Linked DNA regions of Mus musculus: all the other regions are linked to region 4. Evidence: chromatin contacts called from public HiChIP or PLAC-seq data. All regions are on one chromosome and are shown on one strand. Each heading gives the region's core, a stretch centred on a gene start, on an enhancer-like site or on the middle of the called end of the contact. The rest is flanking DNA. Distances are from core to core; before and after follow the strand shown.

Region 1 (4,835 bases), core at 1,973-4,472, 400 kb after region 4:
TAACAAGCATTTTGAGATTATTATGAAATGGTGTGCTTTCTACTCATTGATTTTATCTGTTTAAGTCAACAAAATATTATCTCTTGCTATATTACTAGAATATTAACTTCTCTGTGGGTGGGGCCAGGAAGGAAAAAGGGGCCATACATCCTCATGACTGTAGGGTGGCTTGTCCTTCATTCAGAGGGCTAAGAGGGCTTATAGCTCTTTATGTGAAATCCCTTTCTCCAGGTATCTGTTTTAGTTCCCCAAATAGAAACCCCCAAACAGGAAACAGAAAGAAATCTGTAAAAACAGGTGGCTGTTGGCCATTTAGTCAAGTCTGGATTTACTACCTCTTTGTGGAGTGTGTGTGTGTGTGTGTGTGTGTGTCCGTCCTAGCACTTGGCCCCTGCCCATTGTCTCTCTGTATTTCCCTGGTTTCTTACATATAAACTCTTTGTATCTTGAAACCCCTGAGACAGAGAATCTAGGAAAGTTTACCCTGTCTACTTTTCAAGGTCAGCTTTGAATAAACATGTTTCCTTCCACTAATTTCTATCTCCTAAGTTCTCACCACAGGCTATTTGCCCTGTTACCTGGAGGAATGTAATATTGGCTCCAACAGTTCCTTTCAAATATACTTGAAAAGCTGACACAGGTCACCGTTAAACCTCGCCTACAAGACTAAGAAGATATGTGACAATGAATAGAAAATGTCTACAAGATGAGATTATCACCAGTGTCCCCAAGAGATTTCATTATTGCTCTATCCAGGCTCAAGTGCTAGAGATTCCCTCCTATCCATGCTTGGTGATAACCAAGGAAGGGGCGGAGCTGTGTGACCGAGTGGTACAGCCTAATAGCTTGCACCCTCAGGGCCTGTGTGCAGACTTGGCAGCTGGTAGGAAGGTGGGATGTGGGAAGCAGGTGTGATTATTAGTGATGCGTGGATTGGTGGGTAATGTGTGGATACAGAGGATGGAGATGAAGAAAAGCACCCTTGGAAACCAGGCAAGTATGTCACTTGTGCTACCTCACACAAGACTAGTTGATGCCTTCTTTCCAACTATTCAAATACAACGGTTTTGATATAAGACACAAGGCTCCTGAGTAAGCAAAGAAACAGACAAACAGCAAACAGTAACAAGATGCTTCCCAACTTCTTTAGAGCAATGATTCCTTCCTGGCAGCAGAGAGAAGCCCTGAGGGAGCACAGAGGGAACTTTTAAACCATCCACAGACTGATACAATCTGGGCTTTCCAATGACACCCCAACAAGATCAGCATCCACTGACATAAACCAGTCAGATAACTCTGCTGCTGCCAAATCCTCAGAAGGGCAATGTCGTTGGCATAAAGGGAGATATGCTTGGCCTCAGATCAAGTATGGGAGCCATAAAATCAAAGTCACAAGTCAGGAAGGACTTACCTTCCGTCTCATAAACTGAACAAGCAAAGAGGGAAGAATTAATATTTCCTAAGCTTGCCATGTCTGGTGAGTGAAGGGGCATGCTATTTGGCTTGGGAGAATGCAGGAATAGAGCCATAGCTATGATACAAATGTCGACAAGAATCCATTCGTTTATGATTTCACTTATTCATAAGTCAGCCAGGGGTTATCAAATAGCTGAATACATGTCAAGGCTAAAACTCAGGAACAGGAGCTATAAGTAGATAGATGGATAGATAGATAGATAGATAGATAGATAGATAGATAGATAGATAGATAGATGAGATAAGAGAGAGATAGTGCATACATAGATACATAGATTATGGATAGACAGATAATAAATAGATGGATAGAGGATGGATACATAAATACATGGATGGATAGATAGGTGGTAGATAGATAGATAGATAGATAGATAGATAGATAGATAGATAGATGGTGTATACATAGATAGATTATGGATAGAGAGAGAGATAGAAAGAAAGAGATAGAGAGATATAGAGAGAGATAGGTAGATAGATGACAGATAGATAGATAGATAGATAGATAGATAGATAATAGATGGATAGAGGATGGATACATAGATACATAAATACATAGATGGATAGATAGATGATAGATTATGGGTAGATTATTTATAGATAGATAGATAGATAGATAGATAGATAGATAGATAATAGATGGATAGAGGATGGATACATAGATACATAAATACATAGATGGATAGATAGATGATAGATTATGGGTAGATTATTTATAGATAGATAGATAGATAGATAGATAGATAGATAGATAGATAGATAGATAGATAGATTATGGATAGATAGAGGATGGATACATAGATACATAAATACATAGATGGATAGATGATAGATTATGGATAGATAGATAGATAGATAGATAGATAGATAGATAGATAGAGGATGGATACATAAATACATAGATGGATAGATAAATGATAGATTATGGATAGATAGATAGATAGATAGATAGATAGATAGATAGATAGATAGATAGATAGAGGCAGAGCAAGCACAGTCCCTAGCAGAAGGAAATCAATCTAGTTGAGGTGTAAGATGAACAGACAAATACAATGTGATGAGTTCATGTCTGACCCTGAGTCAGGCACGGGGCACTGAGGAATCCCCAGCTATTTGGGGACAATGCCACCACCTTCTGAGAAAGCCTGCTCTGATCTGAGCTTACCTCCTGCAGCAGCCTGGCCACTCAGTGAGAAGGGCAAGGATTCCCAGGAGGGAGCCTGTCTTAAGCCCACTCAGGGTCACACTTGTGGCCCTCAGTGGCCTGTCACTCTCACATGGCAGTGGTCCATCCCTCTCACGTGGCACTCTAGGTTCTACAGAAGCTTCTGTCGTGCCCTCTCCTCACTTCAAACAAATTAACTTACAGAAAAGTAAACGTATTTGTCTGCAAAGAAAATCCAGATGCTGCTCCCAACGGTCAAAGTTCCAAGGTCAGATCAAATAAGCAAGTCTGAACTTCAGAGAGACACAGCTCAGTGCAAGGACGGCTCATCCACTATCGCCAAGGCCCTGAGGAGCTCTCTGTACCCCTGACCCTTCCTAGCCTCCTATAGATATCCATGACAGAAATACATTTCCCTGAGGCCAGCCTTCAATGGATCTATTTCCTGTTGATAGTAGAACAATAAACCCTTCAAACACTAGGTGTCAGGGACACTCTTGTTTCTGATCTGTAGACCCAGGCTCTGCCTGGGTAACTAGCATTCCTAGTAGTGTTCAGGTGACACGGATATGGTTAGCACTGATGTCACTGTAGGACACAGGTCCCTTTTACACATTCTAGCTCTTGTCATAGACAATTAACAATGCAGAGAGGAAGTGACTCACTAGACAATTCACTGGAGTGGAAGTTTCGGTCAATAACTGGCCAGGTCAACCCTGACTCTATACCAGGAACGCGCAGTAAGCATCTACCTCTCTGAGACAGAACATGGGATGATTGGACACCACCCAGAAAGTCCAGCTAAAATTGATCAAAGACACTACTTGGGCCAACGGCATGTTCATTTTCCTATGAGTAGCAAAGTGTGGGGAAGGCATCTGTTGGCCTCTTCTTTGCAGACCTTGACTGCCTTGAACAACAGGATTATCATTCCTCAGCTGGCCAGACTACCTTTCTGCCAGCCCGCGCCATCTTGAACACTCTCCACATTAAGTCGAGAACACATGAGCCTAGCCTACTGTGTGATTCTCGAAGGCACAGCCTCAGCAGGGACTATTTGAAATAGTTTATTCCTGGCCTTTGATATCATGACCACCTATGAACTCTAGCCTACCCTGAGCAGAGAGGGGAACGCCTCCTCCGACAGTCTAGCTGATGAACTGCTATGACAGGGCTAAGAAAGAAGGCTGGGATGGATCTAAAACGCAAACCTCAGTGACTGTCACTGATGTTCAGAAGCCAGGCTGTGATCAACTCAAACAAACATCTGTGATAGGTAAAAACCAGCTGTGACTGGTCCAGAGTGGCTGTAATCAGTTCAAAACTCTTTCCTGGGCTATATAAGCAGATTGCTAATGCCCGGTTGGTTATTTCGCTAGGAGACACTCACTGCTGCTGCCTGCCTTGGTGTTAAAGCTTTAGCCTAATGAATCTCTAGGATGCTTTTCTCTTGCTTACTTCCAGTAGCGTGGGCTGAGCTGGTAACAAGAAGAAAGATGGCTGAGTATGGTGGCAACATCAGAAGAGAAGTGACCCAGAAAGCCAGGGAGCTGGCATGGCAGCCGTGAAAGCAACATGGCAGCCAGCTGCATCTCAGCTGAAGACACAGCAGGTTCCCAGCTCCCAAGGGGCCTGCCTGATCAGGTGCCCCAGTCAGTCCTGGTAGAGTTTGTTACTCCCAAGTTACTCCAGTCTAACTGGGTTATGGAAGGAGCCAAGTGGTCGGCCAAACAGCCCAGGAGCAATCACGGCAGGAAGTAGACATCAGAAATAGACATGAAGTCACAATGTGCCCTAGCTGCAAACACAGCAAGGCCAGCTTAGCTGACCGACGGCTAAAGAAGAGGCAGTTGAGCCATTGAAGTAAGGCAGGGTAGGATAAAGGTTGGCAGAACTGGACTGCTGACAAGAGAGCCGAGAGTAAAGAGGAATAGAAAGCCAGAAAAGAGAAACTGCATGGCATGATCTCCGGATTCCCAGAGTGCCATGGCTCTCATACCTCAGGCTCAGAGTTCTATCATAGGTCACTGCCAAAGGCTAAGGGTGCCAAGAGCCTAAGGCCTACAGCAAATCTGTAACACTTGTGATCCTAAATGCTGATGCGCAAGAGGCCCATATGGGGACCTAACACTAGAGGGCGCCACTTGCTACCACTTCTGGCTGCCTACTGCTGCTGCTCCCTGAGAACATCCAGAGA
Region 2 (4,820 bases), core at 2,279-4,778, 270 kb after region 4:
GTTTTACCATTGGTTTGCATGGAAACAGCAAAACTATGCAACATGTCCCTTGGCACAAAATGCCCTGTTTACAATGCAAGATACAGAGGTCTTAGAATGTACAATACTTCATTGTTCAGAAACAGAATTTGAGCAAAAATATTAGGGATAGGAAGCAAGTTGAATAGCTTCAATTGGGGGAATAAGAAAAATATAATTAATCTAACCCTCCAGAATACATTTAATCGAGTTTTAATTTACTTTTTGAAGATTTCATACACCCTCCCCCTGCCAACTTCTCTCCCACATCCCTCCAACACATCTCCCTCCCAAGTTCATATGCTGGTTTGGCTTTGTTTTTTTATGACCCACTGAATCTAGTTAGTAGTGTCTATATGTCTACAGATGAGAGGCATGAACCACCTACCAGTGGCCACACTCCCATAGGAAAGTGACTCCCGCTCCCACAAGTAGCCATCAACTGCAACTAGCTCTCCAGCTGAGGGTAGGGCCTCATAAGCCCCTCCCCCATTCACACTAGAATCTCGATAGGCTTGGTCTCATGCAGACATTGTGCAGGTAAACACATAGGTGGTGAATTCATATGAACAATAGCTGTGTCATATCTAGAAGATAGAACTTTATGCCTCTCTTCCCTAGTTGGATCTTATATTCTTTCCCTTGCAGGGGTTGGGGGTGAGGGTGACACAGATGTCCCATCTATGGCTGAGGACTGAAAACCTCCTTGCAGCATTGCAACTCTGTACTTGGTTGCTTAAATGAATGTGGAGCTTGAGAAAAAGACAACAGTTACTCCTGAAAGAATAAAAAACAAAACTTAATTAAAAATCAATAAGCCTGAGTTGTTTCTAATGGGCTCACTCTTTTGCTATGCGATTTCCCTGTAGCCTTCCTTGAGAGCATCACATGCCTACACATAGGATGGCCATCAAGCCACAAATTCTCCCCAAAACACACTGGCTCCAATTCTAGACTATTACTTGTTATGAATTGCAGTGGTTTTACTTTAACTATAGAAATTTCTGCTATTATAGAAAAATAATTGTTTAATTGTGGAAAGCAAAGACTTAATATTTTGCTACCCAAGGTCACACAAAAATTTCTCAGGCACAAAAAAAAAAAAGTGTTATACATACAAAAGGTCTAAAATGCCCTGGTCTAACTCAGAGAAATGAAGATAAGGACTACATTTTTCCTACGAAATAAGTTAGTACTTGATCTCAAGATTAAAAAAGAAGAAGAGGAAGAGGAGGAGGAAAAGGAAGAGGAAGAGGAGGAGGAGGACCTAGAAAGAACCACGTAAGGTTCTTCTCTGAGGCTAGAATTGGGGAGCCATGAAATGAAATGTCTGTGCTCATGTTCTTGTCATGGGAATGTCATGTATCTCAGTATCTCATCCAAACCTGAGGGGAGTCAACCACTGAGCTAATCAACAGCATCTTGACCATGATAAGATACATATCACTGGAAAAGAGAACTGCCCAGAAGACAGTTTTAGATGTTACCAAACTCTGGCCTTCTACCCTCCAATTCAACCTTTCAGTGATATCACTGACTTTCGAAAAGGGGGGTTCAATGACACTAAGAGAAAGGACAAAGGTCAGCCACATCTCTCTAATTGACAGCATCGAGTAAAAATCCAAATAAGTCTGCCACTGGCTTGGGTCACAGAGAGGTCACAGAAAAGAGTAGCCTGCTTAACAGGAATAGGCGGAAACTTGCAACCAAATTAGTCATGATGCAAGCTTCTCTGTCTAATTTCAAAGACTCTTAGCATATGGGAAATTCTTCAAAGAAGCAGAAAAATTGGCTGTACATTGTTTGCCCTTGGAGGCATCTTTATTAAATTATAAATAGATGCATTTTTTCCACATGAAAATCAGCACGAAGGGGAGCTTTGTTACGCTGTTTGGCTCTCTGTGCAAACTTTGCTTTTAGTTATCCTGATCATACCAAATCACCCCCACGTTCCTTCAGCATCAGGTCTTCTAAGAAGCACAAAGCACAGACAGTAAAGGCAATTCCTACCACATCACCTAAAATGTGAATCAATAGTAACAAATAATTGGGTATTCTTACATCACTTGGCCCCTGTCTAGATTCCATGGGTTCAAGTTGCTTTTCTTCCCTTGTTTTATAATATAACCCCTTATCAGCATTCTCTTTTGTTTCTTTTGGAGTGAGTCTGCTAGCCTCCAACCATCTCTTCCTCAGGTCAGGAAGGCTTCCTTAGATTCTTCCCAACTTCAATATTTAACACTCTCCTCCCAGCCCAGTTGACTTAAAAAAAAATATGTTTATCTCTAGAGTGTGTAGATCAAAACTTCAGACTTCTAAAACTCCATCCCAGCAGTAATAAAATATCTGCTGATGTTTTTAGCCATGATAAAAACTGAGTTATCTATAAAGATACATTTCAAGCATGTTCCTAGAAGTCACAGTTAAGTCTGGCAATATATAAGCTAAATGATATTACTTAGTTCTACTTTAGAGAGGGGAGAAATGAAGGTGAAAACTCAAGGACTATGCATAAGCCTGGCCGACTATTGCAATTTGAACTGAGCTTCAGAATTTCCTTCTTTTCCCTTCTTACTATACCCAGCACAAATGTCACATTGTCCTAGAATTCAGATATGGTTCAGTGAGATAAATAAATATGTTATTAAATACCAGGATATATTAGCATGTAGTTTTCAGGCACAGGTGGGTTTAGGTTGTTACAAATCCACATTTAAAAGCCACTGTTCGCTGAGTATTTACTGTGTTGTTAATAAAACTGCAAAGTTACATGTCTTTAATATATTTACCATCTCTTCCTATTCTTTACTTCAAGGATAATACAATTGTATGACAGATGTAGAAACTGAAGCATAGAAAAGTTAAAGAACTTGCACTGAGACTTGTAAGTAGTGACTTGATTCAAAAATTGACCTCATGGTATCTCTCTAGACTCCATGACTGTGCATGGATGGGTTCTTTTGCTCTATGCATGTAAAATTGATGCCCAAAGCCCTACATTAACGCAGTGTGAATTGGGAATATTCAATCATCCAGACATGCTCCCTCTTTACTTCTGTAGGATATATATATATATATATATATATATATATATATATATATATATATATACAGAGAGAGAGAGAGAGAGAGAGAGAGAGAGAATGTCAAGTAGAGCCTGATTACAAAAGAGTGTTCTGTACTATGCGTTTCCTCTTTTGACTGGTTAGTGTTAGAATGCAGCCCACAGTAAGACAAGTGTCTAGTCTTATAAATAATACATGCAATCCAAATGATCCAATTTGTATAAACCAAACTCTTTCAAGCCCTTTCAAAGAAACATGGGACAATGAAAAGAATGTGGACATTAAAGTCACATAACTGGGTTTTTGTCTGTTTTGTTATTATGTTAATGTTTAATTCTCCAGTGTGGGTACAGAAGCTCTGGTTTGCGACTCATGTTCATTACCATGGTGTGAATACTCCCATCATGACTCATTTCACAATTTCAACACTCTGCACTGGGTTGGAAAGAGACAATGACATTTGTTGACTCCCAAGTGCAAGTCATTTTCAGTACACAACTGTTGGCAGACCCTAATCTAACCCTGGCTTGAAAACCCTCAGAACAAAATCTGGGGTGAGATACTTTACCTTTCTAAGTGATGATCTCCACTTCTGTTAAGTAGAGGACATAACACTACCAGCAAGGAGGGTGTGACCAGAAGGCTGTAAGGAGGAGAATAAACATCAGCTTTTTAGCCTTCCTGAGGAAGCTATGCCTTCTGACAAAGAAACACTCTGTAAGCATAGCCTATGCCTTGGAGTCATTCAGGAGCACTCTGGTAAGGTGGATTGGCCATGTGTCAAGGCAGAAGTCCTGATGAGAACAGACCCTCACCATCCTTCTTTCCTGTTTTAAGCTGAAAGCTTTATTCCAGATGTGCTGACTCTGTCAATGCCATGTAGTAATATCATGTACCTATTTTCTATAGGTTGAAACATCCCCTCCTAGAGAGAGGAAAAGGGTCAGAGGATCTGGGAACTCACAAGTTTACAAGATCTGGGAAACTCAAAATTCACAAGACCCTTAAAGCCCCTTACCAAAAATCAGTAAGTAATTGCTAAGACAATCAGAAGCTTTGGGGGTAGCCCTGCCTGTAAGTTGCATGGAAGATACCAGTGGTATAGCTTCCACGAGTCATCACCAGTACTGAGATCAGAGTCACCCTGGTAGGTAATTCTAATAAACTCATTGTTCACTAATATGAACCTGGATGGAACAAGGTTTCTTTGGTCTGCTGTTGTCAGATCTGGATGTAATTCAAAGTAACTTCCTCAAGAACAGTTGTGGATCAAGGACAAAGCAAGACTGGTCCAATGGTAGGAATAGCAAGAGAGACAAACAAACAAACAAACAAACAAACAAATGAGATTACTAGGGTTTCTCACCTTGATCCTTGACCTTCCTGCCTGCTCCAAGGGAAATTAAGGGAGCGCCACTACTTGTTAACTATCTTAGCATGCACTGACTCTTGCACCAGGGACATGACCCATCAGCATGCCAACCCCTTTAGAGAAGTATCTGGGGAGAGGGTGCTCTGCCACTCCACATTTCCTCTAGTGCACAATTGCTGGGATGATCCAACCCCATGAAGTAGAGTCCAGACTTGTAAGCAGTGTTGTGCTGTTCAATTGTCCCCTTAGCTTTCCTTCATTTGAGTGAATCTAAATTGATCCTAGCTATTCCAAAAGAAAAAGAAATGACACCTAGCTGCAATCTTATATAGCCCTTACAATCACCTGCTACTCCTCCAAATCAC
Region 3 (4,422 bases), core at 1,644-4,143, 380 kb after region 4:
CTGATACAGCTGTCTCCTGAGAAGCTGTGCCAGAGCCTGATCAATACAGATGTGGATGCCTTGACTGGTACTGAATCTTGGCCAAAATATCTTTCACTAAAAGAAATCTGTTTGTTATAGAAGTTTTTAGCCAGGCAGACCTTCACAGTTAAGTATTATACAAAAGAAGTGGTCTTCTTTAAAAATTCTCAAGGTAAATTCCCCACCCTTGAAATTCTGAATTATTTGCTTTTTATTGTTTTAATTTGATTATTTTTTCTGAATTATTGCTTGTTTTTGTTTTAATTTGATTGTTTTGATTGGTGACAGAAAATAGTTTCTATAACCCTTTAATTTTATAGAAAGAAATAAATATTTTATTATAATTTTTGTATATTCCCCAGGGGAGCGAAGTGGTACAGTTGACAGATAAAGCAACACCATGGACATATGAAAACACGTGATTGAAAAGTGGATCCAGGGAAATCGTAGGGCAGCTGTCTTAGTTAGGGTTCCATTACTGTGACCATGACCACAGCAACTCATAAAAGAAAACATTTAATTGGGGATGGTTTATAGATTCTGACCTTTACTTCATTACATTCATGGCAGGAAACATGGCACCATCTAGGCAGAAACAGTGCTGGAGAAGGAGCTGAGAGTTCTACATCTTGATCTGCAGGCAGCAGAAGGAGACTATGTGACACACTGGGCATAGCTTGAGCATAGGAGATGTCAAAGCCTGCCTCCACAGTGACACACTTCCTCCAACAAGGCCACACCTTCTAATAGTGCCACTCCTTGAAGGAGGGAACTCACATGAGCTGCCGTGATGATGGAAGAAACTGAGATGAAGACAATTCAGAGTCTGTCTGGCGTGAATAGAATAATCTCTATGTTCACCTATGAGCAGTTCCAGAAGCTAAGAAAGTACTTCCAGATAGACTGGTTCCCTAAGGAGGCAATTCTGCAGGCCTTGGCTGAGGAACTCAAACTGCCCAAAGAAGTCATCAGCTACTGGTTCTTCAAGCAGCGTCAAAGAGAGATGAGGCACAGGCAGTTTTTGAAGGGCTACAAGGGTTGGATAACACGCTGTCGTCACTACTGTACAACAAGAAGGACCACCAGGCAGAAGAACTCCGAGGAGTGCTCTCAGAATGACCCTGGACTCCCCGAAGCGTTGGAAGCCTTGAAGAGTCTCAAGCTCTCTTCTGGGTACCAAAGCAGAGATGCAATGTCACAGGATTTCTGACTTTTCAACTTCCTTGTTGGGGCAGGGGTCTGTTGGGATTTATGTCTATGGAAGAAGGTACATTAATAATAATGCTTGCATTCATAGAATCGATTAAAAAAATGAACCAAGCATTCAAGCACGTGAGTCTGTGGGGGCCATACCTATTCAAACCACCACACCAGCATAAAGTATAAACAAATGAAAGACTATAGAATATACACAGAAGCAAAAAAATTAAAATTAAAATTTTAAAAAAATTTTTTAAAAAGGACACTTAATACATTCTCCAGAAGTGGACAATAGACACCAGCAGGAAGACAGCTTTTTCTCTATAGCCAATGACTGACAGCATTTCAGTGCTAAAGATTATCCATCATTATCAAAGCTGCTGTGACAGAGCGGACCTTCGCCTGGGAGTCCAAAATGGAGTCCCTATTACTCTGTGATGAGCCTTGATTTTCATTTTATCTTTCTATTATACATCTATCCTCTTTCACTTAGAACAAAGAGATCTTCCACCTTCCATTTGCCTCACTAGCACCTAGGCCTGGCTTTGCATGTGTCTACTACAGCTGGGAGAAAGTGGTTTTCAAACCAGGACCGATGGCATTGTGTCCGGAGTCCACGGGAAACCCAGACAAGTCCAAGAATTGCAAAGTCCACTGCAACTCCCAAAAGAGTCTTTTATTGTTCCACATTGGAACTCGGATTGCCTGCCTCGAACTCACTGAGTGAATGCTGGCAAGCAACCCTGAGTTCAGAAAACACTGGGTTTATATACGGTATAGTTATGAATGTTCACAGAAAAGGGGAGTAAAGGGCTGTAATCATTTGGTGGAAAGGTACAGAAGTGGGAGGGGGTTAATGGGTGTCTGTTCAGGGACTAACTTCATAGCCAGTCATAACTGTCTCTGACCTGACCTCTGATTTCCCTTGAGCTTGTGATTTTTCTAAGGTCTCAAGGACAAGCACCCTGAAGAGTTCGGCTGTTTATCAAGAGTGTTGGAGACAAAAAGGCGGGGAGGATGTCTCAAGCTGTCCCCTCAAAATGTCTTCATTTAGGGGGAGTTTGATGGGTAGTGCCATTCTAACAATAGGGGAGGGGCCAAGGAGGAGTAGGCTTGCTGCAGGGGTGGGATGGTGGTGGTGGTGGCAGGGAACACAGAGGCAAACTGTACACACACTCAAGTCTCTCTAGTATCATTAATTTGGGGGTTACAACAATGGCAAGTTGGTGGCATGAAGGGAATCTGCACTTTGGGATGGGACCACTTTTTGTGCAGATGTTTCTATAACCCCAGACTCTCTACAGGACACTGCATGAGGGTAAGGTGGGAAAGCAGATCTCTTCTAAAGGAAACAGTTTTGTCTGTCAATCCCAGTTAAGATCGTTTCTGAGGCCTGCACTGCAGTTCTGTTTACTCTTCCCATGTATAAAATAGCTTTAATTTGAAATTACAAGTAAGAACACAAACCACAGGAATGTAGCACAGGCATTGTCACGCTTAGGAGGTAAGTAGAAAGACAGCCAGGAAGAATCCCGAGTCACCAAGCTCCAGTGAAATCAAAACGAAGTTGGGTGCGAGAGAGCGCTAGAAAAAACGTTAAGATTTCCTGCAAGTGGCTCCTCCTCACACCACACCACCAAATACTTAAGCTGTGATGCAAGCTGATAACATTTGGCACTCGCAGGGGTTTCTCAGTTTTGCAGTTTCCATGCAAACTCTGATTAATCCTGACAGTGCTCCTCAGAGAGCTGCTGGCCTGGAGCCAGACGAAGTGTGCGCGCCCTCACGTTGATTGCATAAGTTCACACAACAACCAATCCTTCTCTCCACAATTTCCCATCATCCATGGCTTAAATTCTCATGACAGATTTTAGGCAAACTCGCCTCTTCAAACTGTCCCTCTGTTCAAACTGTCTCCAGCCCCAACCCCAGGATCATGTCTCCCCTCGGAGTTCACTGGCTTCGGTTTTATATTCAAACATATTCCAGGATTCCCATCTGAGCCCGAAGAAAGTTTAATGGTCCCTGACTCCAACATTCTCCTGTGTGGGCATAAACCTCCATTTGTGTTCATAGAGTGATAGTACAACTACCCATCCTTCATCGCCTTTCCCTCCCTCAAAATAAGAAAATTGAGGCAAAACCAAACACTCAAAAAAAAAAAAAAAAAAAACTATTTGTTCACTAAAAGAAAAAATAGGAAACTCAGGAGACCTAAAACACAGCTCTGTCTCACTGTCACTGTGACTGGGATGAAGCACCCTGACAAATAGGGAAGATTTGTGTCTTACAACTTCAGGTTACTGTTTATCATTGAAGTTAGGGAGGCAGGAGCTTGAGATAGCCAGTCATGTCATATATACGGCAAAGACCAGGGAAAACTAGACACAGTCACACTGCCAGCTTGCTCTATTCAGCTAGCTTTCTTTACTTGTACAGTCCAGCCTATAAATGATGCCACCTCCACTTAGGGTGTTCCTTCCCAAACTTTGCTAACCAAAGCAATCAAGATAACCCCCCAGAGACATGCCCACGGGCCAATCTGATCAAGGCAATTTCTCCTTCAGGCTCCCTTCCCACGTGCTTCTAGGTTGTGACATGTTGATGTTTTTTTTGGTTTTTTTTTTTTTTTTTGGTTTTTTTTTTTATTACGTATTTTCCTCAATTACATTTCCAATGCTATCCCAAAAGTCCCCCATACCCTCCCCCCCCCCCACTTCCCTACCCACTCATTCCCATATTTTGGCCCTGGCATTCCCCTGTACTGGGGCATATAAAGTTTGTGTGTCCAATGGGCCTCTCTTTCCAGTGATGGCCGACTAGGCCATCTTTTGATACATATGCAGCTAGAGTCAAGAGCTCTGGGGTACTGGTTAGTTCATAATGTTGTTGCACCTACAGGGTTGCAGATCTCTTTAGCTCCTTAGATACTTTCTCTAGCTCCTCCATTGGGGGCCCTGTGATCCATCCAATAGCTGACTGTGAGCATCCACTTGTCCCACCATTCCTCAAGGAAAGTTTAAAACTCAAGTGAGGTGTCCTTATTTGTAAAACACTAGACCATCTATGTTTAAATATATAAGTCAGATCTTCTATCACCACTTACTAACAAAGAGAAAGATAAATGCGTAGTTGTATTAAATCACTGGTGAGGGAGGGAAGGTGCCTAGTGAGTAAGAGCTATCGGTGTACAAGCATGAG
Region 4 (4,450 bases), core at 55-2,554:
TACCATGAAGCATTCCCACTGGAAATTATATTCAGAGAAAGTCATCAGAAGTCATCTATGGGCCGGGCGGTGGTGACACCTTTAATCCCAGCACTTGGAAGGCAGAGGCAGTCGGATTTCTGAGTTCGAGGCCAGTCTGGTCTACAAAGTGAGTTCCAGGACAGCCAGGGCTATACAGAAAAACCCTGTCTCAAAAACAAAAAAAAAAAAAACAAAAAAACAAACAAACAAACAAAAAAGTCATCTATGGTCAGGAGAGGGGAGGAAAAGACGAGGGTTACAATGGAGACTGGGGTTGGGACCCATGCCTAATGGTGATGAACAGAACTGGCCAGTCAAATCCGTAAGCCACTCAACTTGTTTTGAAGGAAACCCCACACTCAAACAACAGCGTTTACAGCCATGGATTTTGTAATGATCTGCAGGTCAAAGGGCTTTGGCCTGGGGAATTCAGGAAGCGAGATGGGAGAAGCGCCACTGCTCCTATCACAATTTGGAATGCTTTCTTTAGCCAATGTTTTCAGTCCGCAAAAAATATATCGCAACAGCTTCTACTTCTGACTTCTGTAAGTCAGAGCTATAAGTCTATATTTGGCAAGAATAGTTAGCAACGATAAGTATATTAACCATCAACTGCCTGGAAGGGAAGGCAGGAGCTGCCTCTGCAGCCACATGCCAAAGTCAAATCACCCGCAATGGCTGAGCTCTGCAAGGTCAAACTGAAACCAGGCATGGTCTCCATTCCCACGAAGAGATAGGAGAAAGGGTCTGGAAACCTCTGGAGGTGGTTGTTGTAGTGCCAGGATATAGTAACGGGTCAAAAGCTGAGGTGTCCCCATCTGGTAGACCACATTATGGTCCAACCAATACAGCCTGCTGGTCTGGAGTGGGATCATAGATTATAAACATAAGCTCAAGGTTACTGGAGAACCATCCCAGTAACCATCCCTGCAGCCCAGGAGGGAAGAACAGAAACCTGACCCTGTTTGCACTCCACCTCTGGCACCGTCGGACTTCCTAGGCACATTCCCTGAAGGCCATATCCAACATGGTACAGCGGGGGGAAGACCTCCTGAGGGCAGGGAATCACAGAGTAGCTCTTCTTTCCACACTAAAGGGACTCGGCTTCTTGCTTATGACATTTATTGCCAACCTCTTGGATGCAAGCTCATTGGTTAATTCTTTCATTCTTCCCTCCTGACCCCACCCCTCGAGCACTCCTTAAGCTCAACAAAGCCCTACTACAACACAAAGCAGACAGAGGTGAGTCACAGCAAGAACAGTCCGTTGGTAAGGTGTGAGACATCAATGATCTATTCCAAGGCTCTCTGTGTTTAACCACTCTTTCAAGTCATTCCCTCAGTGTGATACTGTGATACTAAGCAACGCACACCCAGATGACCCTGGCAATCTCCAAAGAGATAAGAGTGACTGTTTGTATGCCAACAAGGTGAGTGGCAGTCTGGGAGCCCTTAACACCTTCCAGATGGAAGTGATACCAGAAAGTAGAAAGCAGGGTTAGAGGCTAGGGAATTTCGGCTCTAGCCCTCAATCTTGATCTAGAGAAGATGAAAGTGAATTGCTCACCTATGGCCAAAAATGTCATCAATCATTCAGACTTAATGAAAACACCATAGAAACTCAAAAGAACAAGGTTTGGTGAGTTTCCAGATGGCTGGGCCATGTGGAAGTGACTGGAGGGATAGCATGCCTACATATGACACAAGACCTGCACATCGTCTTACATGGCTCTGCTGTCTGCCTGTTCATGTGCACGCTTTATAATATCCTTTATATTAAGCAAATTCACTAAATGTTTCTCCAATTTCTGTGAGCTGTCATGGCAAATTAATCAAATCTAGAGAATGAGTTCTAGAACTTTTATTGCCAGCTAGTTGGTCAGAAGTGCAGTGACACCCTGGGACTTGCAACCAGTACCAGGAGTTGGGAGTTCTGCTGCATTTGAGCCTTTGGCCTGGGAGAATCTTACATGATTTCCAAGTGAAATGTTAGGACATGCTGCTGCTGTCAGCTGAGGAACTATTCAAGGAGTAGAAGAAACCTCCACAGGATTATTCTATATGGGGAGGGTGCAGGAATCTGTTTCCGTTCCCATTACAAAGTAATTGAGGCGGGATACAAAGACAGATTTGTTTACTTCCTAGTTTCAGAGACTAAAGCTCTTACAGTATGGTGCTAACTTTGGTGAAGGTCACCTTGGCTGTGTCACATCATGACAGGTGGCATCACAGCTGGGATGGGAAATAGGGGGGACAGAAAACCAGGGTAACAGCTGGGCTGGACTACCCACTTCTTTTCTCATCATTTTTTTTTTAAATAACAACTCTGCTGTCAGGTTTCCACAAAACCAGTCTCATGCTCTACCAGGGACAGTGACAAGTTGACCTCCTATGAGGTATCAAACTTTGCAGTATCACCATGTCGGGAAAACATCGTTTCCAAAACATAGACACTTGAGGGCCACATTCCATCCTATCCTAACCATTGCAGAGCAGACAGCACGCAGGGCTCAGTGACTGTGGTCTCCCAGAAGGGCTCTTCCTGATATTATGAGTATTCTCTCAGCTAACTCCTTGACCACATATCAGAACATCTGCCACTATCCGAAATCATCAATGTCATCCTTAGTTTTTTATTATTGCTAAAAAATGGAGTCCAGAGGATGTGGAAAAAGAGGAACACTCCTCCATTGTTGGTGGGATTGCAAGCTTGTACAACCACTCTGGAAATCAGTCTGACGGTTCCTCAGAAAATTGGACATAGTACTACCAGAGGATCCCGCAATACCTCTTCTGGGCATATATCCAGAAGATGTTCCAACCAGTAAGAAGGACACATGCTCCACTATGTTCATAGCAGCCTTATTTATAATAGCCAGAAGCTGGAAAGAACCCAGATGCCCCTCAACAGAGGAATGGATACAGAAGATGTGGTACATTTACACAATGGAGTACTACTCAGCTATTAAAAAGAATGAATTTATGAAATTCCTAGCCAAATGGATGGACCTGGAGGGCATCATCCTGAGTGAGGTAACCCAATCACAAAGGAACTCACACAATATGTACTCACTGATAAGTGGATATTAGCCCAGAAACTTAGGATACCCAAGATATAAGATACAATTTGCTAAACGCATGAAACTCAAGAAGAACGAAGACCACTTTGCCCCTCCTTAGAAATGGGAACAAAACACCCATGGAAGGAGTTACAGAGACAAAGTATGGAGCTGTGACAAAAGGATGGACCATATCCAGGGATCCATTCCATAATCAGCTTCCAAACGCTGACACCATTGCATACACTAGCAAGATTTTGCTGAAAGGACCTAGATATAGCTGACTCTTGTGAGACTATGCCGGGGCCTAGCAAACACAGAAGTGGATGCTCACAGTCAGCTATTGGATGGATCACAGGGCCCCCAATGGAGCTAGAGAAAGTACCCAAGGAGCTAAAGGGATCTGCAACCCTATAGGTGGAACAACATTATGAACTACCCAGTACCCCAGAGCTCTTGACTCTAGCTGCATATGTATCAAAAGATGGCCTAGTCGGCCATCACTGGAAAGAGAGGCCCATTGGACTTGCAAACTTTATATGCCCCAGGACAGGGGAACGCCAGGGTCAAAAAGTGGGAGTGGGTGGTTAAGGGAGGGGGGGGAGGGTATGGGGGATTTTGGGGATAGCATTGGAAATGTAAATGAGGAAAACACCTAATAAAAAATATTAAAAAAAAAAAAAAGTGGAGCCCAGGAAAGCAAAGGTGCTATTAGGTGGCAAGGCATGTCTGCTCAGGGAAATGGTGGCAGGCTGCCCTGCGCCTCTGCGGTACAGGCTCCGGAAGGTTGTTTGGCATCTTTAGATCCTAGTTTACTTCTGGGTAAAGTAGAGCATCAATGGGCAGCAGAGTTGATACAATAATTAAATGAACCACTACTAAATGAGTTATTCAGAGAAATTGTATTCATTCAGGCTGTACCGTCTGCTCTGAATAGCAAGTGCTCGTTAAATATTTTTAGATGAGATGAACATCAGAATGAGCCAGAAAGAGCCATTAATTATGTGTTGTTCCGCATTATGGTAGGGATTTGGGAGATTAAAAATAGTCCCCAAAGATAAATCTAATTGGAGAGAAAAAGAAGGGATGAGGACGAGGAAACATTAGAAAAAACTGTAGCGAAGTATCAATGCCAGAATGTTCTGAGAACACTGGGAGACTCGCCTGGATGACACCACGGGTCACAGCTCATGGAAGCTGGTGCAGGGAAGATGAACTCTGCTGGTACCAGGCTGAGGAAGAGGCAAAGAACAGTTGCTGGACCTTACATGTGACAAATAGGCCCATAGGTGAGGTTGAGAATAAGATCTGTCACATTTGGCGGCCTCTAGCCTGTCCCTCCTCTCACATGCTCCCATCTCTGTACTTCCC
Region 5 (5,130 bases), core at 2,458-4,957, 480 kb before region 4:
CTCTTCCCAAAGCTTATATTCCCCATGCTTTCTCTTTACCACAACCTGTTGCCTCAGATTGCCAAGCTCGGGGCCTGGGCCCTTCTCTTCTATTAGCTTGTGAGGTCAGCTTTACATATTTGTTTGTGTGACATTAATAACACAGTGTCTCATATGCAATAAAGCCATAATAAGTGGGAGTAGGACATTAAAGAAATTTAAGATTTTCTTAAGCAGATTTTAATAAGTGAGTTCAGTTTACCCTTTTGAATTTCTCTCTGTATGTGTGTATATACACACATATGCATATACATATATATACATATATACATATGTACATATATATATATATACATATATATATATATGTACATACATACATGTAAATGTGTGTGTGCCCGTGTGTATTGTATGAGTATGTGGAAATGTCTGTGTGGGTAGGTCAGAGTTCAATTTTTGTATGTCTTCTTCAATTGCTTTCCATCTTGAGAAAGGAGTGTCTTTATTTTATTTTTTAATCTATTCTTTGGAAATTTCATATATTTTTATTATTTTTTTCCTGTCCTCTCATTCTCCCCAGATCAGATCCTAACTCCTCCCAGAACTTTTTGATCCTTTTCTGTAATAAAAGAAAAGAGCCATTAAAAATCATCTTATTTATGCTGGCCAACTCCTCCTGGGTATGAGACCTGACCTGGGATGTGCCTGATACAACCACTGTCACTCCACTGAAGCAAACTGACTTTCCCTCTCCTGTCAGCAGTCATTTGTGAATGGGTGGGACTTTACACCTGTGTCCACTCCTTCATGTGAGGATTTTGTCTGGTCTGAGCTTTTGGAGGCCCTGTGTACACTGTCTCAGTCTCCCTCCATAAGCTCACGTGTGCACTCACCTTCCTATGTCTGCACAATGCAGTCTCCTTAAAACCGTCCATCACTTCTGACTCTTATAATCTCCCTGTCCCTCAGACATGGTCTCTAACTCAAGGCTCAGGGCTCCGTGTCACAGGAGACAGAGTACTGTTTACGATAGATGGGCGCCCTTGACTCTCTGGGATTTGCCTGTCTCTGCCTCCCTAGTGGTGGGGTTAGAGATGGCTGGCTGGTCCCTGTGCTTGTGCAACCAAGTACTCTGTCCATTGATCCACCTCCCAAAGCCTCCCCACTTTAATTTTTCATGGATTTTCTCCCCCTTTGTATTAGATAAAATGACATTCTAAGTACTCAGACAACATAGCTGTTCCTGTTCTTATAACTTCTAAATTTCCTTTCCTTGTTATCTCAACTTGGTGTTTGCTTAGTCTGTGGCATCATGAGCACCGTGCTTTCTATTTAAGGTGACATGTGACAATTTCCTTTTTTTTTTTTAGAGGGGAGGAAGGTATGATTTTTGAAACTGCGGTTTGCTGAAGCTGGTGAAATGTATTGGTTTTGTTGACAAATTTCTTGGTCTAAACTGCTGACATTTCTCAGCCTGCTACTAGATTGTGCAACATTATGCAACTTTATGTGGAAATAAATGAGTTTATTAGTGATGAGTGTGTGTTTGCGGCTGCATCTGTGTGTGATAATAGACAACTTTTGTGGGTACTTACAGCAATAATGACACTGCTGTTTTTCAGTTCACCCTTTACCATAAACTATGTCATTATTCACTTCAGTGGGGGCATACAACCTCAAAGAATGTTACGAGAGTGGCTTGTTGAAAAGAAGTAATGGACGGTGGGTCGTTGAGTAAGCCTCTGCTGGCAGGGCTATGTGATAGCTGAGCGCAAGGCTTCTGTCATGTTGGTGGTCTATGATATTTCTGTTTTAAACCATTCATATCTGACACTGCTTTGTCCTTCAGACCAAGGCATTTCCAGTGACTGAATTCAACAGAATATTTTCCAAAGCCTACCTTAACCACTCATGGAGTCAGCTTGTACTTCAAGGAGTGTCTGGGGTAAGGGGCGGTCCCTGCTTCACAGAGTATATAGTCAGACATTAAAGTATGTGAGTGTCTAATTCAACCCAACAAATGTCAGAAACCCTGAAAGATGTAGTAAGCAGAATATTGTTGAGCTGTGCAATGGCTGGAATGGCTGGACTGGGGGTGGGGCGGAGCTAAGGTGAAAAGCATTGTGGGAGATTAGCACTAGACTAGCAAAGGGAAGAATTAGTGGGTATTCAGAAGATTGAACAGTGCGCTTTAGTTGGTGAGGCTCACATAAGAAGTTAAGGAGGAAGGAACAACATGTTGTGGGAAGGCAAGGGAAATGAAACCATAGAATAAGCAGTCCAGCTAAAATCCCCTCACGGGGGATTGGCAATGTCTCAGCTTCACCCAAGAGTTTTACATCAGACCTGAAAGTGTGAAGCAGAATCAGTGGCTGAGTCAGTGGACACTGGTTACATGTTGGTAGACAAAGGTGGGTAGAAACTGGTCTGCATTGAAGATGCTTGGGCCAGTCCGAGATAAGCAGAGTGGTCATTTCAACATGTTTGAAGACATGCTGGACTTCAGGTGAAGTCTAGAACTCAGGGTTCAACCTAGCCTTGTGCAGGGTGGCAGGCCATGTAGACTCTAAAAGGAGCCATAAGACTCAGTCCTTAGGGAAGTCTGCATATACAGCAAGGAAGTTTGGGAAGTTTGCAGCAGGGATTGCTTCTGTGGGTGATGGGGGCTTTGGAGGAGGTGGGAACAGAGGAATCAACACACTGTGATTGTAGAGTGATCGTCCAGTAGGAGGAAGGGTCAGGTGAAGGCGATGGCTGCTAACTGTTAAGAGTCTTTTCATAGGAGAGGCCCCGAGGACTTGATAGGATACCATAATAGAATCGAGAGGAGGGGTGGATACCAGATGTGCTTCTCATGTAAACCTCTGAGGATTCAGGAGCTCTGAATACAGGGAGGAACTGTGAGATGGAGGGAGAGAATAATCACAAGCCCGGTGGCTTTGGTGGCTGAGTTTACAGTGCTCACAGCTCATTTGGGGGTATGATAGTCTGGACTCAAGGGGCCCCTAGAACATCTACAGAAGCCTAGAAGTAGATCTACTTAATACTCGTACTGGCCATTTGAGCTGTCAGTAGACTGGAGACCTCAGCTCTTGTCGTCACACTACCCCTTACCAGTACTCACTGACAAGGGGTTAAACTATGTAACTCCTACTTCTTCCTCCACAGGTGACCATAGAGACGGTGCTGTGAGGATCAATCTAGGGATGGACATAAGAGGCCATGGGACACTCATCTTCTGATGAGTGACACCCCTCTCTTCTTAGCTATTTCCAAGGGCATGGGGATGATGGTAGTAGACTTTGCCCCAGGACCCTTCTCTCTCTGTAAATTCTAACAGAGCAGACACCTTCCAAGCAACAGAGGTGAGTCAATATTTCCTAGGACTTGTGGTTTCACATTGAGTCAACATTATTCTAACACCTTCTAATGCTCTTCATACTGACAGCAGGCAGTAAGTGGCAGACAGTGGGTCAGAACCGCAAGGGGCTTCAGGGCCAGCCGAGTTCTTCCTCAGAGCTCTGAGAAAGCCACAGCGAGATCCTTTTCTTCTGGTAGCTATAAGAAAGTGCTCGAAATGTGTTGGCATAGATGACTGTTCTCTATTAAAAGTAGAAGGAATAATAAATTCATAGTGAACATCTTTAGGAAGATGTATGCTACAGTTCTGGAAGTGTGAAAGTCAAGAGAAGGTGAGAAAGCACAACTCCCACAACACACAGACACATGGGCACACACACACTCACACACACAAAGGAAACAACAACAAAGACCAAATTGCTATGAGCCACTATGACTCAGAGTTCACCAACAGGGAAGAAACATATAAATTAGGGGAAAAGTTCCTCAAAGTTCCTGAAAGAGATTACCATTATTTCCTGTTGGTGTCCGGGCAGAGCTGATGGTGGCTCAAGGGGGCCTCCGCTGGTTTAGAAGAATCCTGAAATTTCATGTGGGCTATTTTTTTTTTTCTTTTTTATGGTGGAAAATCAAGCAGAGTCAAAACAAGAAAGGAAAGCTCTCCCCTCCCCCCTCCTTTTAATATCGTTTTCAGTAGCACAATGCATTAAAGCAAGGCATTTTTTTTCCCTCATAGTAATACGGCTTCAGGACATGATTTAGATGGAAAATTTAAGTAAGATTAATGCAATTTATTATCCGACAGGATATCCCTACAAGCCACACTATTTGGCTGAATTTTAGATTCCCAATCTAATATTTCAGATGAGATTTCCAGATGGGTGTCTTATTCCTCTATTAGTTTAGTCAGGGTGATGGAGAGTTTGTAAAACAGGAGAGGTTAAACTAGTTTTAACACTTGATTAATCATTGAAATTACATTGTTACTGCCTGAGTCCACTGGATGTTGTTTATTAAGGGGGCTCCCTAAGACCCAAAGCCAACACAAACTACAGGCGCTTTTCCAACTTGGCTAATTTATTTGATGACTTCTTCAAAGGGATTTTTTTTTAAAAGTAAATTTATGGTTACATTGAAAAGCTGCTCAAAGCTTTCTGTTTGGTTTTCAAAATACTAAAGTGTGGGATTATAACACTGAAAAGAAAATAGGTATGGGCACACTACACACACCACACACAGACACACACATACAGACACACATACAGGCACACACAAGGACACACAGGCACACACAGACATACACAGACACATAACACACACAGACACATATACACAGACACACACAGACACACACACAGACACAGACACACACACCTCTAAATTCTAATTTCCTGAAACAATATTGAGAAGGTAAATCTTTAAATACAAAATGTATGAATAATTGCTACTTCCTCCCAGAGACAACATGAAGCCTTCCAAGGTGACAAACCAGACATATATACTCTGCCATTTTATAAACCACTGGCCAGTGAACCAAGGGAAGCTAATGCCAGTGTGCCCAGTAAAGCTGTATAGAGAGAAGTATGTGCTGGGGAAAAAGGCACAAATAAGCGCATGCGTACGGGAGGAAGGCTGGGTGCAGACACTGGACAAACCTCCAAACCAGAGCTTCTTTTGTGGATACGAAAATTTCCTGAAGTCTGGGCTTGGTAAATTGATTACAATCTCTTCTCAGAGACCTATCAGGAGAAAACGAGTGAGTTGCAGACATAAATATGAATTCCAGAGCCC
Region 6 (5,129 bases), core at 114-2,613, 300 kb after region 4:
CTCATTACCAAGAAAGATAGCGGTGCATTCATCTCTTGGTGAGGTAATACAGCCCAGAAGTGGTGTTGAAGGCAGGCAAACATGAACAAGTAGATGCCACACACGGAAGGAAAAGCTGAAGCCACTCACTGCTTAGGCTTTTGGGAGCTCAGGCCTCGGAACTAAAGGATTTCTTTCCTTTGGAAACAATCTCCTGTATGTCAAGCTGGGCAATGTCTCTCAAGCTCACTGTGTAGCTGAAGAATAACCCTGATCTTCTGGTCTTTCTGCCTCTGTCCCCCAAGTGCTAGGATTACAAGTGTGGGCCCACACCCAGTTTATGCACTGCTTAGGGACTGGACCTGTGGCTTTGTGTATGGTAGGCAAGTCCTCTTCCAACAGAAATGCATCGCCAAGTATGTCCCATACACCCAACCTCCAAGAGAACTTTATATTTCTATTTCTCTATCCCACAACTGGTACATGGAAAAGTATATGAATTATATAGGCTAAAAGTTATTGTCCTTTATCAACTGTTTCTTCCACGAGCAAGAATGATAAATGGAATGTTGGGTCACTGGTATTGGCATAGATAAAATAAGCTCTAAAAATTGATAGCATGCATACCAGCCTTTCTTCTCATTGCCAAGTACCAATATATCAGCTGTCACCAAGCTGTAACAGTCCACAACTGCCAGTGGCCAGATATTGATTTCTCTTATAGTCAGCAGCAACTGAAGCTGTACACCTGTGCGCGTGTGCGTGTGTGCGCGTGCACACACACACACAGGGTTGGGGGTAGGGGAGAGAACCTCTAAACCCTACAAATGAATTAAATATGTTTTTCTTAGAAAAAGACGTTTTTATTTCTAAGACAAGATTTATTTCAAACCTTTCATTAGAACTCATGTGTGGCCTGGCAGTGGTGGTGCATGCCTTTAATCCCAGCACTTGGGAGGCAGAGGCAGGCGGATTTCTGAGTTCAAGGCCAGCCTGGTCTACAGAGTGAGTTCCAGGACAGCCAGGGCTACACAGAGAAACCCTGTCTCAAAAAAAAAAAGGAATTTGTGTTGTGTACATGTGTGCATGCCTGTGTGTGCCTGTGCATATGTGTGTCTGTGAGTGTTTGTGTGTGTGTGTGTTCATAATTTCACATATGGAGGACAGAAGTCAGCTTACATGGTTTCTTCTAATTTTTTCCATCTTATTTTCTTGAGACATGGCCTCTCATTGAACCTGAGCCACAGGATCTGCCTGTCCCCTCCCCAGTTCATTTGCAGACATGTGCCACCATGCCAAGCTTCAGCTTCTCCATGGATGCTGGGAATATGAATTCACACCCCCATGTTTGTACAGCAAATACATCACCCACTGAGTCACCACCTCAAACTTAGAACTGATTCTTGAGTGAGACTGCCAACGTTCTCATGGGGAGCTAACTACCCCGCAGTAACCCTACACTCAAGCACACAAAGGGGATTGAACTTGGCCCATGGTTTCTCTTGATTCCTAACAAGATGCTTTGTCATGGGTGTGTTCTCAACACTCCCGAGAAAGCAGGTAAGCCACCCATGGGACAAGAAGACCAACCTTCTCTTCAGATCCAATTGCATGTTCCTTTCAGAGCCGAACATTGTTATGAGTTTCACTGTTCGGCTTTCCTCCATTAGAGTGGGTAATGGAACATGAACCCTGCATGGCAAGTTCTATGATCTATGAGCAGCCCATACCCATAGCAGATTTATGACATAGGAAAAATTATGTCTTTAATATCCTTGGCTATCTCTTCTGGCTGTTTTCCTTGCTAGGCCAGCTAACCACCCTTTTAAGCAGCCTCCTTTGTGTGTTCTTTGTCCAATATTAACCCATGGTTGAAGTCTGTCCTAGTTTATTCTGGTTTAACAGTGCTTATATATGTCTCATGTTTTATTCCTTAAAAGACACAGTCTCTTCATTCATATTACACCAGCGTTTCCCTGGTGGTCATACATGAGAAAGGAACACACACGTGTGTGTGTGTGTGTGTGTGTGTGTGTGTGTGTGTGTGAAAATATTCTCAAAGCCTCCAAAAAGTGAGAATTATTGATGTCATTATACACTTGACTTCATAGTGGTTAATTACATGTTTAGTCAGGTTCCTACTGACACATATGAGCCAACCCTGATCTCCATACTTAGTGATATCATACTGACAATTTGAAGTTATCTGCGGTGAAAGCATTTACACCATGGCTATTGGCAATTGCTATATATCAGGGCTAACCTCTTCAGTCGCCTAGAGAGTCAACTTACCACCACATCCCATGCATAAGGTGTCTTAATTTAAATAGAGATGACATTGTATCTGTCTAATATTTTATTGGGTGACTTCTTCCAACATGGCATAAAATACTTTGACCACAGATATGCATATCTCAACTTGGACAAGCTCAACCATATCCGTCCTGTTCATTTATACACACTTAGCATACACATTGTCCAAAATACCACATATGAAACAAGCTTACACATAGACACATCTTACATCTTCACTTGTGTGCACACATATACACATACCTCAGAGTATAATTCAACATGAGAAAGATATTTAGAAAAAACATTTTAGTATGTTCTGTGTTAGTACATGATAGGTTGTTGTCAAAGGCTTAAAATTCCCAGAGAAGTGAATATCAACAACTGACAAGACCGGAAGCCATTTAACTACTTCAGGAAAGGGTATCATTATAACACTCATGAATCCTATCATCTTCTCAGGATAGAGGCTAAGGTTTGAAATGAAAGTTGCCTCCCTGCCCCCAATCTTTTAAAGTGCTCAAGGTATTAATAAGTTTAGTGGCAAGATTTCCTCAAGGTCTTTCCTGTGTGCTCCCAGATCACTGGAGAACCAGAGCCTGTGAGGTCCATGACTCAAGCCACTTCCTCTCCTCCTTGCCACTCTCCTGCTGGACTCAACAAAACACACAGGAATGTCACACTGGCCTGTGGCGGTCTTTAGGCCACCCTCTGCTTTTTAATCCTTTCATGGCATTTGGCATGAGCGTCCTGGCCATGCTTGGTCAGTGCTGGTCAGCATCTCTTTTAGGAGCTCACCAGGCCTTCATGTCCTGTGCCTGTAGTACTGACTTCCTACTGCTTAACTCTGGAATGAATGGAGACTTTCTCATCTCTGGTGAGTGTAATTCAGGAGCTAGAGCACTAGATGATTGGCAGCTACCAAGTCTAGTGAATGTGAAAAATAAATTTCATAGTCAACATAAGCATGAGGTGTGAGTTTCAGGATGAAGCTTTATTGTAAAAGAGAGATTAAGAGAAAGGAGATGAACAGAGCTCCCAAAACAAGAATGTGTGTGTGTGTACACATACATATATGGCTTAATTAATACTATCTGTATATATACATACTATCTGTGTATATACATACTATCTGTATATATTCTTACTATCTATATATATGCATATATGTGTATATGTATATATACAAATACACATATATGTGTATACACACATATATAATTAAGTATACATATATATAATTAAGCATACACTTATATAAGTATATATACGCATATGTATATATTATAAAGCTTAATAAGGTTGCATTTTGGAGGAGATGAGTTGGTGAGTTCAGTTGGCCCACCATGAGATACTCATGCACATCCCATCCAGTACTTAGTCTATAGTTTGACAGACATCTTCTAGGGACAAGGAAGTATATAATCGCGGGTCCCTTCCAGGCAGCTATGCTCATTAGATGGCTGTGTAAAAGAGGAATAAGTATAAAGACAAGAAACCAGAAACCCAAAGAGTCTCCCTAAACATTGTTGACTTTTCTGGCCTCTGTCCCCAGGACAGCATTGCAATATAACCAAGGACATTTCTGGATTCTGGCCAAGATAGAACTTGTTACCAAGAATAAGAAGCAGAAATCACCTCCTAGCTCCAAGCCTTCTGATGGCTAGCTCTAATTGCCATCTTAACACAATCTAGACTCACCCAGAAGAAAGGCCTCTGAGCATATCTATGAAGAATTATCTTAATCACACCAGTTTGTGTAAAGGAACTCACCCACTGTGGGCAGTACCATTCCCTGTGCTTGGGGTCCTGGACTGTGCAGGAGTAGAAAAACAAACTTGCTCCACTCTGCTCTCCACTGTAGATGTGATATGCCCAGTTGCTTCAAGCTCCTGTGGTCTTGGCTTCCCTGGAACAATGGGATATAATCTGAAATTGTGAGCCAAGTAATTTCTTTCTCCCTTAAGCTACTTTGGTCAGGGTATTTTTATCACAGCCACAAGGACTAAAACTAAGATACGACCCTAAAGTGCTTTGCAGACTTCTATTATACTCCTCACAAGGGTATCTGCCTGCCTCTTCTAAGAAAGCAAACATCTTTGCTAAACCTGTGGAAAATCTCAGTCCTAACCCCTTTCAGAAAGAACTATTCCAGTTCAATAAGAAAATCTGTATGCACAGACAAATGTTTAGAAGCTCATTAAAAAGTTTCAATGGCTTTGAGAACATCAAATGAACATTTGTAATCAATAGTTTCCTGCACTGAGGGGTAAGAAGTAAAGTCATGGAGATTAAATACTTTCTTCCTCAGGAGAAAATCAAAAGAATAAAGGCAAGATGAAGAAGCAAAGCACCCAGCTATAACTGAAGACCGAACAATATACACACGTGAGAGAGGCTAGGCCGTCCCTTTCAGAAACGCAAGAAGAATTGGTAAATTCACCAGCTGTGTGCTGAGGGAGACAGCCAGGAAGAGCCAGAAAGAGTCAGTCAGGGTGAGGCAGGGACAGGGAGGGACAGGCAAGGACAGGCAGGACTAGGAAGGACCAGGAAGGACCAGGCAGGATCAGTCAGGATCAGAAAAGACAAGGCAGGGCCAGGTTGGACCAGGCAGGGCCAGGAAGGATCGGGTACGACCAGACAGGGTCAGTCAGGGCCAAGCAAGTAATTTACCTAGAGCTTCTGAACTACAAGTTCCAGAAAGGGGAAAAAAGATATGTATCATATTTAGAGAAAACTGTAAATAAAATTCACGGTGGGAGGGAAGCCACTGGGGCAAGAAGACTTCAGACCATTGAATCCCAGGGCTTGGGCTCTTCATGAGTAAAGGGATCCTGCAAGGGACAGTCTGGAAAGCT

What was found. HiChIP or PLAC-seq counts read pairs in DNA pulled down with a chosen protein or histone mark.
Region 1: a contact with region 4 is called in a FOXA1 HiChIP or PLAC-seq map of pancreatic cancer cells. The contact joins two enhancer-like sites. A contact is called at or near these places in 1 of 484 Hi-C or Micro-C datasets (B cells), 5 of 115 datasets of contacts at active chromatin or transcription factors (SST interneurons, astrocytes, a beta-TC-6 cell line and 2 more) and 2 of 9 other capture datasets (embryonic tail and embryonic trunk).
Region 2: a FOXA1 HiChIP or PLAC-seq map of pancreatic cancer cells shows a contact between it and region 4. The contact joins two enhancer-like sites. A contact is called at or near these places in 6 of 115 datasets of contacts at active chromatin or transcription factors (astrocytes, bone marrow-derived macrophages, double positive thymocytes and 2 more) and 2 of 9 other capture datasets (embryonic tail and embryonic trunk).
Region 3: a FOXA1 HiChIP or PLAC-seq map of pancreatic cancer cells shows a contact between it and region 4. The contact joins two enhancer-like sites. A contact is called at or near these places in 1 of 15 datasets of contacts at CTCF or cohesin (the NIH/3T3 cell line), 1 of 484 Hi-C or Micro-C datasets (pancreatic cancer cells), 5 of 115 datasets of contacts at active chromatin or transcription factors (the NIH/3T3 cell line, astrocytes, fibro-adipogenic progenitors and 2 more) and 1 of 9 other capture datasets (embryonic trunk).
Region 5: a contact with region 4 is called in a FOXA1 HiChIP or PLAC-seq map of pancreatic cancer cells. The contact joins two enhancer-like sites. A contact is called at or near these places in 1 of 484 Hi-C or Micro-C datasets (Th1 cells), 1 of 115 datasets of contacts at active chromatin or transcription factors (pancreatic cancer cells) and 2 of 9 other capture datasets (embryonic tail and embryonic trunk).
Region 6: a FOXA1 HiChIP or PLAC-seq map of pancreatic cancer cells shows a contact between it and region 4. The contact joins two enhancer-like sites. A contact is called at or near these places in 1 of 484 Hi-C or Micro-C datasets (pancreatic cancer cells), 4 of 115 datasets of contacts at active chromatin or transcription factors (bone marrow-derived macrophages, double positive thymocytes, pancreatic cancer cells and 1 more) and 1 of 9 other capture datasets (embryonic trunk).

Annotation. Positions count from the first base shown.
Region 1 is chr1:183,657,193-183,662,027 of GRCm38.p6, reverse strand. The region is part of intron 2 of Gm39724 (a long non-coding RNA gene); the gene reads right to left. Among named protein-coding and RNA genes, the nearest start is that of Gm39724, 28 kb to the right of the region's middle. Within about 2 kb of position 3,222, at least 8 of the 459 cell types and tissues checked have an H3K27ac peak or open chromatin away from gene starts, as enhancers often do. A contact at or near this core is called in pancreatic cancer cells, where this site is marked.
Region 2 is chr1:183,787,624-183,792,443 of GRCm38.p6, reverse strand. The region is part of intron 2 of Gm34068 (predicted gene, 34068); the gene reads right to left. Among named protein-coding and RNA genes, the nearest start is that of Gm34068, 41 kb to the right of the region's middle. Within about 2 kb of position 3,528, at least 19 of the 459 cell types and tissues checked have an H3K27ac peak or open chromatin away from gene starts, as enhancers often do. A contact at or near this core is called in pancreatic cancer cells, where this site is marked.
Region 3 is chr1:183,678,587-183,683,008 of GRCm38.p6, reverse strand. No RefSeq gene overlaps it. Among named protein-coding and RNA genes, the nearest start is that of Gm39724, 49 kb to the right of the region's middle. Within about 2 kb of position 2,893, at least 51 of the 459 cell types and tissues checked have an H3K27ac peak or open chromatin away from gene starts, as enhancers often do. A contact at or near this core is called in pancreatic cancer cells, where this site is marked.
Region 4 is chr1:184,054,420-184,058,869 of GRCm38.p6, reverse strand. The region is part of intron 2 of Dusp10 (dual specificity phosphatase 10); the gene reads right to left. Among named protein-coding and RNA genes, the nearest start is that of Dusp10, 22 kb to the right of the region's middle. Within about 2 kb of position 1,304, at least 22 of the 459 cell types and tissues checked have an H3K27ac peak or open chromatin away from gene starts, as enhancers often do. A contact at or near this core is called in pancreatic cancer cells, where this site is marked.
Region 5 is chr1:184,532,923-184,538,052 of GRCm38.p6, reverse strand. All of the region lies in intron 2 of 1700112H15Rik (RIKEN cDNA 1700112H15 gene), which reads left to right. Among named protein-coding and RNA genes, the nearest start is that of 1700112H15Rik, 22 kb to the left of the region's middle. Within about 2 kb of position 3,707, at least 44 of the 459 cell types and tissues checked have an H3K27ac peak or open chromatin away from gene starts, as enhancers often do. A contact at or near this core is called in pancreatic cancer cells, where this site is marked.
Region 6 is chr1:183,758,030-183,763,158 of GRCm38.p6, reverse strand. All of the region lies in intron 1 of Gm34068 (predicted gene, 34068), which reads right to left. Among named protein-coding and RNA genes, the nearest start is that of Gm34068, 12 kb to the right of the region's middle. Within about 2 kb of position 1,363, at least 5 of the 459 cell types and tissues checked have an H3K27ac peak or open chromatin away from gene starts, as enhancers often do. A contact at or near this core is called in pancreatic cancer cells, where this site is marked.